Regions from separate parts of the Triticum aestivum genome. Here region 2 is linked to region 1. Evidence: chromatin contacts called from public Hi-C data. All regions are on one chromosome and are shown on one strand. The core of a region is the stretch at or near the end of the contact, and the rest is flanking DNA. Distances in the headings are between cores, read along the strand shown. Region 1 holds the start of LOC123152174 (peptidyl-prolyl cis-trans isomerase FKBP16-3, chloroplastic). Region 2 has its middle 3.6 kb from the start of LOC123152178.

What was found. Hi-C and Micro-C count contacts between places; a contact is called where the count stands out from the background.
Region 2: a Hi-C map of leaf shows a contact between it and region 1, with 3 times the contacts expected there. The contact joins the enhancer-like site here to the promoter of LOC123152174 in region 1. A contact is called at or near these places in 2 of 5 Hi-C or Micro-C datasets (both in leaf).

The regions. Positions count from the first base shown.
Region 1 is chr7A:273,396,680-273,400,105 of IWGSC CS RefSeq v2.1, reverse strand. It overlaps LOC123152174 (peptidyl-prolyl cis-trans isomerase FKBP16-3, chloroplastic), which reads left to right and starts at 1,815. Exons shown (of 6, transcript XM_044571793.1): 1 at 1,815-2,348; 2 at 2,463-2,546; 3 at 2,631-2,680; 4 at 2,799-2,847; 5 at 3,302-3,376. The coding sequence starts at 1,980.
Region 2 is chr7A:273,622,580-273,626,005 of IWGSC CS RefSeq v2.1, reverse strand. No RefSeq gene overlaps it. Among protein-coding and RNA genes, the nearest start is that of LOC123152178, 3.6 kb to the right of the region's middle. Within about 2 kb of position 1,820, at least 3 of the 8 cell types and tissues checked have an H3K27ac peak or open chromatin away from gene starts, as enhancers often do. A contact at or near this core is called in leaf, where this site is marked.

The DNA.
Region 1 (3,426 bases), core at 566-3,065:
TGTTGATAAGATCATTAAGAAAGTTGCTGGGTGGAGAGGTAGACTTCTTTCTTTTGGCAAAAGACTTATCTTAGTCCAAGCCTGTTTAGCCAGTATTCCATCTTACCTCATGGGTTTCATCAAGTTTCCCAAGTAGGCCATCAAACTTATCAATTCCCAACTAGCTCATTGCTTTTGGGATGATTATGAGGGCCACCACAAATACCACCTGACTGCCTGGAATTCCATTACCATGAGAAAGGAGTTTGGGGGCTTTGGGATTACTGACATTGGGGACATGAATTTGGCCTTATTAGCTTCTTGGATTAGTAGATACTATAACTCCGAGGGTAAAATTTGGAAAAATATTATTGATTCCAAGTACAAACCTCAGAGTAATATATTTGCTTGTCCCAATACTGGAGCATCCCCTTTTTGGAAAGGGGTGCTCTGGGTAGCTCAAGCTGCCAAGGTTGGCTTCTCTTGGAAGATTGGCAATGGCAAAAGGGTTAGATTCTGGGAGGATCATTGGTTTGGTAATGCCACTCTGGTTACCCAGTACTGGGACCTGTATGTTCTAACTAATGAGCAAAATGCCACCATTGATAAAATCTGGGACGACAGTAACCTTAAGCTTACATTTCGGAGATGTTTCACCCAGGAACTTATGTCTCTGTGGTTCGAGCTCTTGGAAATTGCCAGTTCTATCCAACTCATAGTAGAAGAGGACTCCCCATTTTGGAATATGAATTCCAAAGGAGTTTACTCTGTTAAATCCTTTTATAAGTTTCTTAATTTCAGGGGAGTGCTTCCTGTCGGTTCTCCTGCTATTTGGAAGATCAAAATTCCACCTAGAATTCAGATTTTTCTCTGGCTCTTAACTAACAACAAGCTGCTAACCAGAGACAACTTGTGCAAAAGGCAGGATGTAGGTGACCCTACTTGTGTATTTTGCTCTGAACAAGAATCTTGTTCTCATTTATTTAGTACCTGTGTTGTTGCTGCTGAATTCTGGAAAGCCATCTGTGTCCTTACTGGGATTAATGAAGACATTAATATAATGTCCATCTCCATGTACTGGATGAGAGGAGATAGTTTTGCTGCGACTAATATTGTTCATGCAACCGGGCTGTGGGCAATCTGGAAAACTCGCAATGACATGGTTTTTAATAATGTTTGTTGGCCTGACATGCAGGCTATCTGGCGAAAAACTGCATCAAATCTATCTACATGAGAATGCCTTTCCTCAGGGTGTGTCAAGGACAAGTTGGAGTGGGCCGCGAAAGAACTGGAGATGAAAGCGAGAAGCCCACCTCTGCTGCTGTGGCCAGATCCTGGCTGAGGCGTGGAGACACCTTTTGAAGTCCTTCCCTTTGAAGAATCTGCAGTTTCTAGCAGCTCTACACGTTTAAAAGAATGATGTTCTCTTGTTGCTGTCTAGGCTGGGGCGTATGTCACCGGAGTCCTTCTCTTTATGTCTGCAACTCTCTACTTTCTAGTTTTATTTGCTGCTACTGCGGCAGTCCGCCTGCTGTCCGCCGTAAACCTACCTTGTAAGACTTGTACTGAATTGCTGTTTCGTTTCTGAATGGAATGGAACAGGGACGCAACCATTTTCTTCTAAAAAAATATGTCACCTCAATTTTTCGGAGATGCTCGTAAGAATAAGGGTGTACGTGTGTGTTCATAGAAATAAGGGTATGCGCATATATATAAATGTTGTGTCTGTAATGTGTTCAGAAATAATATTAATAAGCGTCCCGTACAAGAACGATAAAAACTCTAGCGGCGTTGATTTAACAAAGCCGAACGCAACGGCCGTTGATTCCGGTCGCCGTGCCCCGTGCGTGGTGTTGCACGCGCGAAGCGAGTGGTGGAGGCTGGACGGCCACCGCGGATTTAATTTGCTCTATCCACTCTCTCCCGTCGACTCGTCCGTGGTCTTCTTCCCGGGCCGTCGTCCTCCTCCTCCCCTTCCCCCTCCCCCTCTCCCTAATCCAATGGCTGCTGCTGCCTCTTCCTCGGCCTCGCCGCTTCTCCTCCCGTCAGGGCCGCGTGGCGCTAGCTCGAGGGCCTGGCTTCCCAGCGGCGGCGGCGGCGGCGGCAGGGCGTTCATCAGAGGTGGCAACAGCAGGGCGCCATGCTGCAGGAGGGCTGCCGCTGGCGGAGGAAGCGCGGCGCAATGCGGAGGAGCTGACGACGACAACGGTGGCGTGGTCACCCGGAGGGGCGTGGTCGGGGCGGTGGTTCTGGGGGTGTCGTCGTCCGCGTTATGCCTGCAGGCCGCGCTCGACGCCTTCGCCGGCGGGCTGCCGCCGGAGGAGAAGCCCAAGCTCTGCGACGCCGCCTGCGAGGCAGAGCTCGAAAATGTACGTTCGCCATGACAGCATCATAGGAATGCAGTATTCCGTTTGCTTGATTCATGCAGTATTTCCTGCAAAATCCATGGAATCAGGCCGCAAATTTTTCTCCTGCGTTTTCAGCTGCCTATGGTGACTACGGAGTCCGGTTTGCAGTACAAGGACATCAAAGTCGGGCAAGGGCCGAGTCCGCCCGTTGGCTTCCAGGTGCTCACCATTACCTCTTCTTTTTGCTCTCTCTTTCGACGATTGCCTGCCAACGCGTAAGCTTCTTGATCACCGTGTGTGTAGGTTGCTGCAAACTGCATCGCCATGGTGCCAAACGGACAGATATTCGACAGGTGAGAGATAACTGAGCTGAGCGCATTTGATGGGTGACAGACTGACCGTGCATTCAGCGTGCACATAATTGGTCAGTAACACTTCGTCCTCTTACCATGTCCTGGTGTTGTTGTGCAGCTCGCTGGAGAAAGGCCAGCCCTACATATTCCGTGTTGGCGCAGGACAGGTATTTACTGCAGGCTCTGATGCATTGCATGCCCCTCTTTTTTTTGGAAAGGGGAGTACCCTGGCCTCTGCATCAACCGATTTGCATGCCCCTCTGGAAGTGACGACTAAAATTAACCCACACAGCTGTGAATTGATCTGAACCTAGAAACACTGTTTATTGACAGTGCTCCGCATTCATCTTCATTGTTTTTTATATAGCTCACCATTCATGCCGAATGGTCTCGCCTTCATCTTCAAAGGATATAACCCTTTGTTTTAATAGTAGCACACCTAAATGAATTTCATGCTCATCTTTATCATCTGCAATTCTGGACTAACAAGCAGTTTTGCCTCGTTGCTTACCCTAGGAAATCTAAATTTGTCATATACTTACATATATGCAGTTCATAGCTTCAAAGTTTCAGATTTGGCATGGTGTTCTATCTTCTCATTCATATGTTTGGCAATGTCAGGTGATAAAGGGACTTGATGAAGGGATCTTGTCGATGAAAGTTGGAGGATTACGTCGGTTGTACATACCCGGTCAAGTAAGTAGTCTTGCCTTGTCAAGTTTAACAGAGCAATGCCGAAAACGAAA
Region 2 (3,426 bases), core at 571-3,070, 230 kb before region 1:
TCCGTCCGCATCTCCCACGCTGACAACCACCCACTACCGACGCCCTCCAAGTACAAGCCGCCAACCGCCATGGTCCCAGGGCGGCGTCGGTCTCGGACGTGGCGCAACCAACGTACACCGTCAAGGGCACCAATTTGGGGGTATTTTGGGCTTTGCACGACTAATACTGTACCTTTGACACTTGGTGGTCGGTCAGATTTTTTTGATCTGCAATTTCATCTACCAACCAATCCTCCTCTAATGTGTAGTAGAAACATTTTGGGGAAAGGAAGAATTGCTATTCTGGAGTTTAATTAATCATTTGATAATTCCAAATACATGTTATCTGGAGCATGAAAACCATTCCCATATATAGATGAAGGAGGAGATGAGGCTGGTTGTAAGAGTGTATTTATTTAGACCTACATAGTTCAGTGAGTGCACGCGCATTACAGATTAAACAAGAATCTTAGGGCTTCAAGCAATCTAGAATTCGAGATTTGGGATTATCTTAGGTTGCCTGCTTGTACTGCAAATGTATAATCTGATATGACGCGTACATAAGAACTGTGCAGCAGTCTTGGATTACAACTTAGGATCAGAGGGATACTGAAGAAGTGAAGATGCATTTCTCTCTTTCTCAGGGTTATTTCTATTGCCAGATGCATTAAACTGGACCGTATCAAGAGATAACACCGTCACAATGATTAGAATTGCCTTATTATGGTCTGATTATGTTTACGGATGATGTCCCTTAGCTTGGAATTAAGGTGGGTGGAGCCTAGGTCAAGGGGTTGGAAATCAGAATATATAATTCATTCTTTATTTTTATTCATATCCCATTTCAGTTTATGTACGTACAGACTGTCTTATAGCGTTGTAGGTTTGTCTGGTTGCCAGCGTGTAAACATATACAAAAACGGATAAATACTTTGTATCATGATGATTATTGGATTTTTTTTAGTCCTTTTACATTTCAGTTAGTTCTTGTAAAGCATCTTCTATTTCGTCGTTTTAGTCACATATCATCTTGTATTTCCTATTATCGATTATATAGGCGGAAATCCCTTTTGGAGCTCGGCCTCCAGTGAGGCCTCCAAATTTAAATTTGAAATTTCATTGAAATTCATATTTTTATATTTAAAAAATTCTAAAAAAATACAGATATACATGTAAGCATAACACACATGTGTGTAAATTTTCAGTTCAAAATACATTGAACTGAGGGCTATGCAAAAAAGACAAATCTATGACTGTTTAACACATGATATTATTCATCCTACGAGACCATAAATTTGTCTTTTTTGTACAGGTTGCAAATCAAGGTATTTCATCATGAATTTTTACACACACGTGGATTACATCCTTACATACAAGCATATTTTTTCAGAATTTTTTTAACCATAAAAATTTGAATTTGAATTTTTAAAAATTAAAGGCCTCCAAAACGCCTCTCTCTTATATAGGTAGCTATATAATTTTTGCAGTACATATAACCGAAAAGTATATATAATTTTGATCTAAATTAGTATTTAATATATTTTGCTATGTAGATATTAGGTAATTTTGGCAGTACACATAACTGAAAAGTATATATATTATCTTTCATTTAATTTATATATATATATATATATATATATATATATTTGCAAAAAAAGTTTACTTTATACTATGTGAATCTCATCTGGTTTACGTTTAAGACGTGCGTTGCACGTGCATACTTACTAGTCTCTTACTACTAGACATTTGTTTGCCCATTGTAATGCGGCACTGGTACACGACCAAGTCAATAGTATAAAGGTTGCTCGTAGCTTCCTCCCGTTACTATCGAAAAGAAATCAAAGGCGTGCGTTGTTGAATTCTGCTGCTGCTCCTTGACTTCCGTTCTGCACGTTGCGACGACGTACGTGTAGGCTGCCGTCGTTGGTTCCTCGAAGCAGCCTGTGCGACACGCACGGGCCGTACAACTCCACTTGTTTCGAGTTTGGGTACAGGAAACATCCGAGTATTTAACAAAAAACTACCACGTTTCATGAAAACATGTTTAAAAACTACCATTTTACGAATTTGTGTCAAAAACTATCATTTTTTTACTAATCTGTGACTAAAAACTATCATGTTAGAAAAATGCCCGATTCGCCTTTTCTGAACGCCTTTTTGACAGGATGGGCCCACAAATCAGGTTGACCATTAACTTTGACCATTAAACCCTTTAATGGTCGCGCAATGTGCGCACTCTCGCGCTAGCCACGTCATCACCTAACGATTGGGTGTGATGCGAAGAAAAAAGAATCGAGCTAGCGATTGGACGAGGCTGTGTGTTTGACAGCTTGTTGCTATTGGCCCACATAGCAGGTTTTCGCACACGCGGCCTCTCTACTTTCATCTCCTGCAGCCCCTCGTCCCCTCCCTGCTTCTCCGCCGCCGCCGCCGCCACCACCCTCCAAATCCATCGCACGACTGCAAGAGAGCTAGCCCGCCCGTGCTGGCGACGCGCCTCCGCCTCCTGGTCTTCTCTATCTCAGCACTGGATCCGTCCCCGCCCCCGTTTGGCGTCCCGGTTGATGGCGCTGAGGAGGAGGCGGAGCGGTTCTGTCGTTGGGTTGAGCGGCGGCTGGAACGGGTTGGCCACAGAGATGGCCGTCCGCAGTGTTCTTCTCAGGCAGAGAAGAGGAGGGGAGCGTGAGATGAAGAGGGGACGGAAAGGGAGACAACGAGCCCATGGAGAAGCGCCACCGGGAGCAGATCTGGCCGTCAGCGGTAAGGCGGCGCCCCACTCTAGCCATCTTCCTTCTCCCGCTATGCATATGTTGTTTGTTTGCCAATTTATTGGGCAGATTTTCAACTGGAAGACACAAAGGAGGTGGCGTAATGGGCATGGAGATCCTGGTGTTGGAAGAAGAAGATGAGCAGCCAAATACTTCTAGGTATTATCGTTTGGCATGTTTCATTAAAATTCACATTTGCAAATATTTGTGCTCAGCAGTTCTATCCCTAACTTCATGATTGCTTCTATTAAGTTCATACAGTAACACAAATATTGTGTTTGTACTATGTATTGTTTGCTTGCCTACAAACAGATGGTTGGTATATTTCTTGCAGTTTAGGAACATAGTGAAGTAAGAAATGAGATTAGAAAGAAACCTGAAAGTTTCTTGCGTTGGTAGAGGGCTAATGGGTTATCTTGGAGATAAGGCAAAGGATGTACAATGTACAAGCTGCACTTGTTTGGTTTTGATACTCTTGAACGGTTCATTGTAATTGTGCTATATTTAGATTCTCAAAGTCCTTTTCACTTGTTGCAGGGTTCTATATTAATAAGCATATCTTTGCATTATACAACCTTTTGTATTTTGTCTGCTGTCCTCTTCACACTATCTTACAGCAGCATCTGCTGTGTCAGTACAAAACCTGATTGAAGTTACGAGTTAGGAGACTGCCTTTATA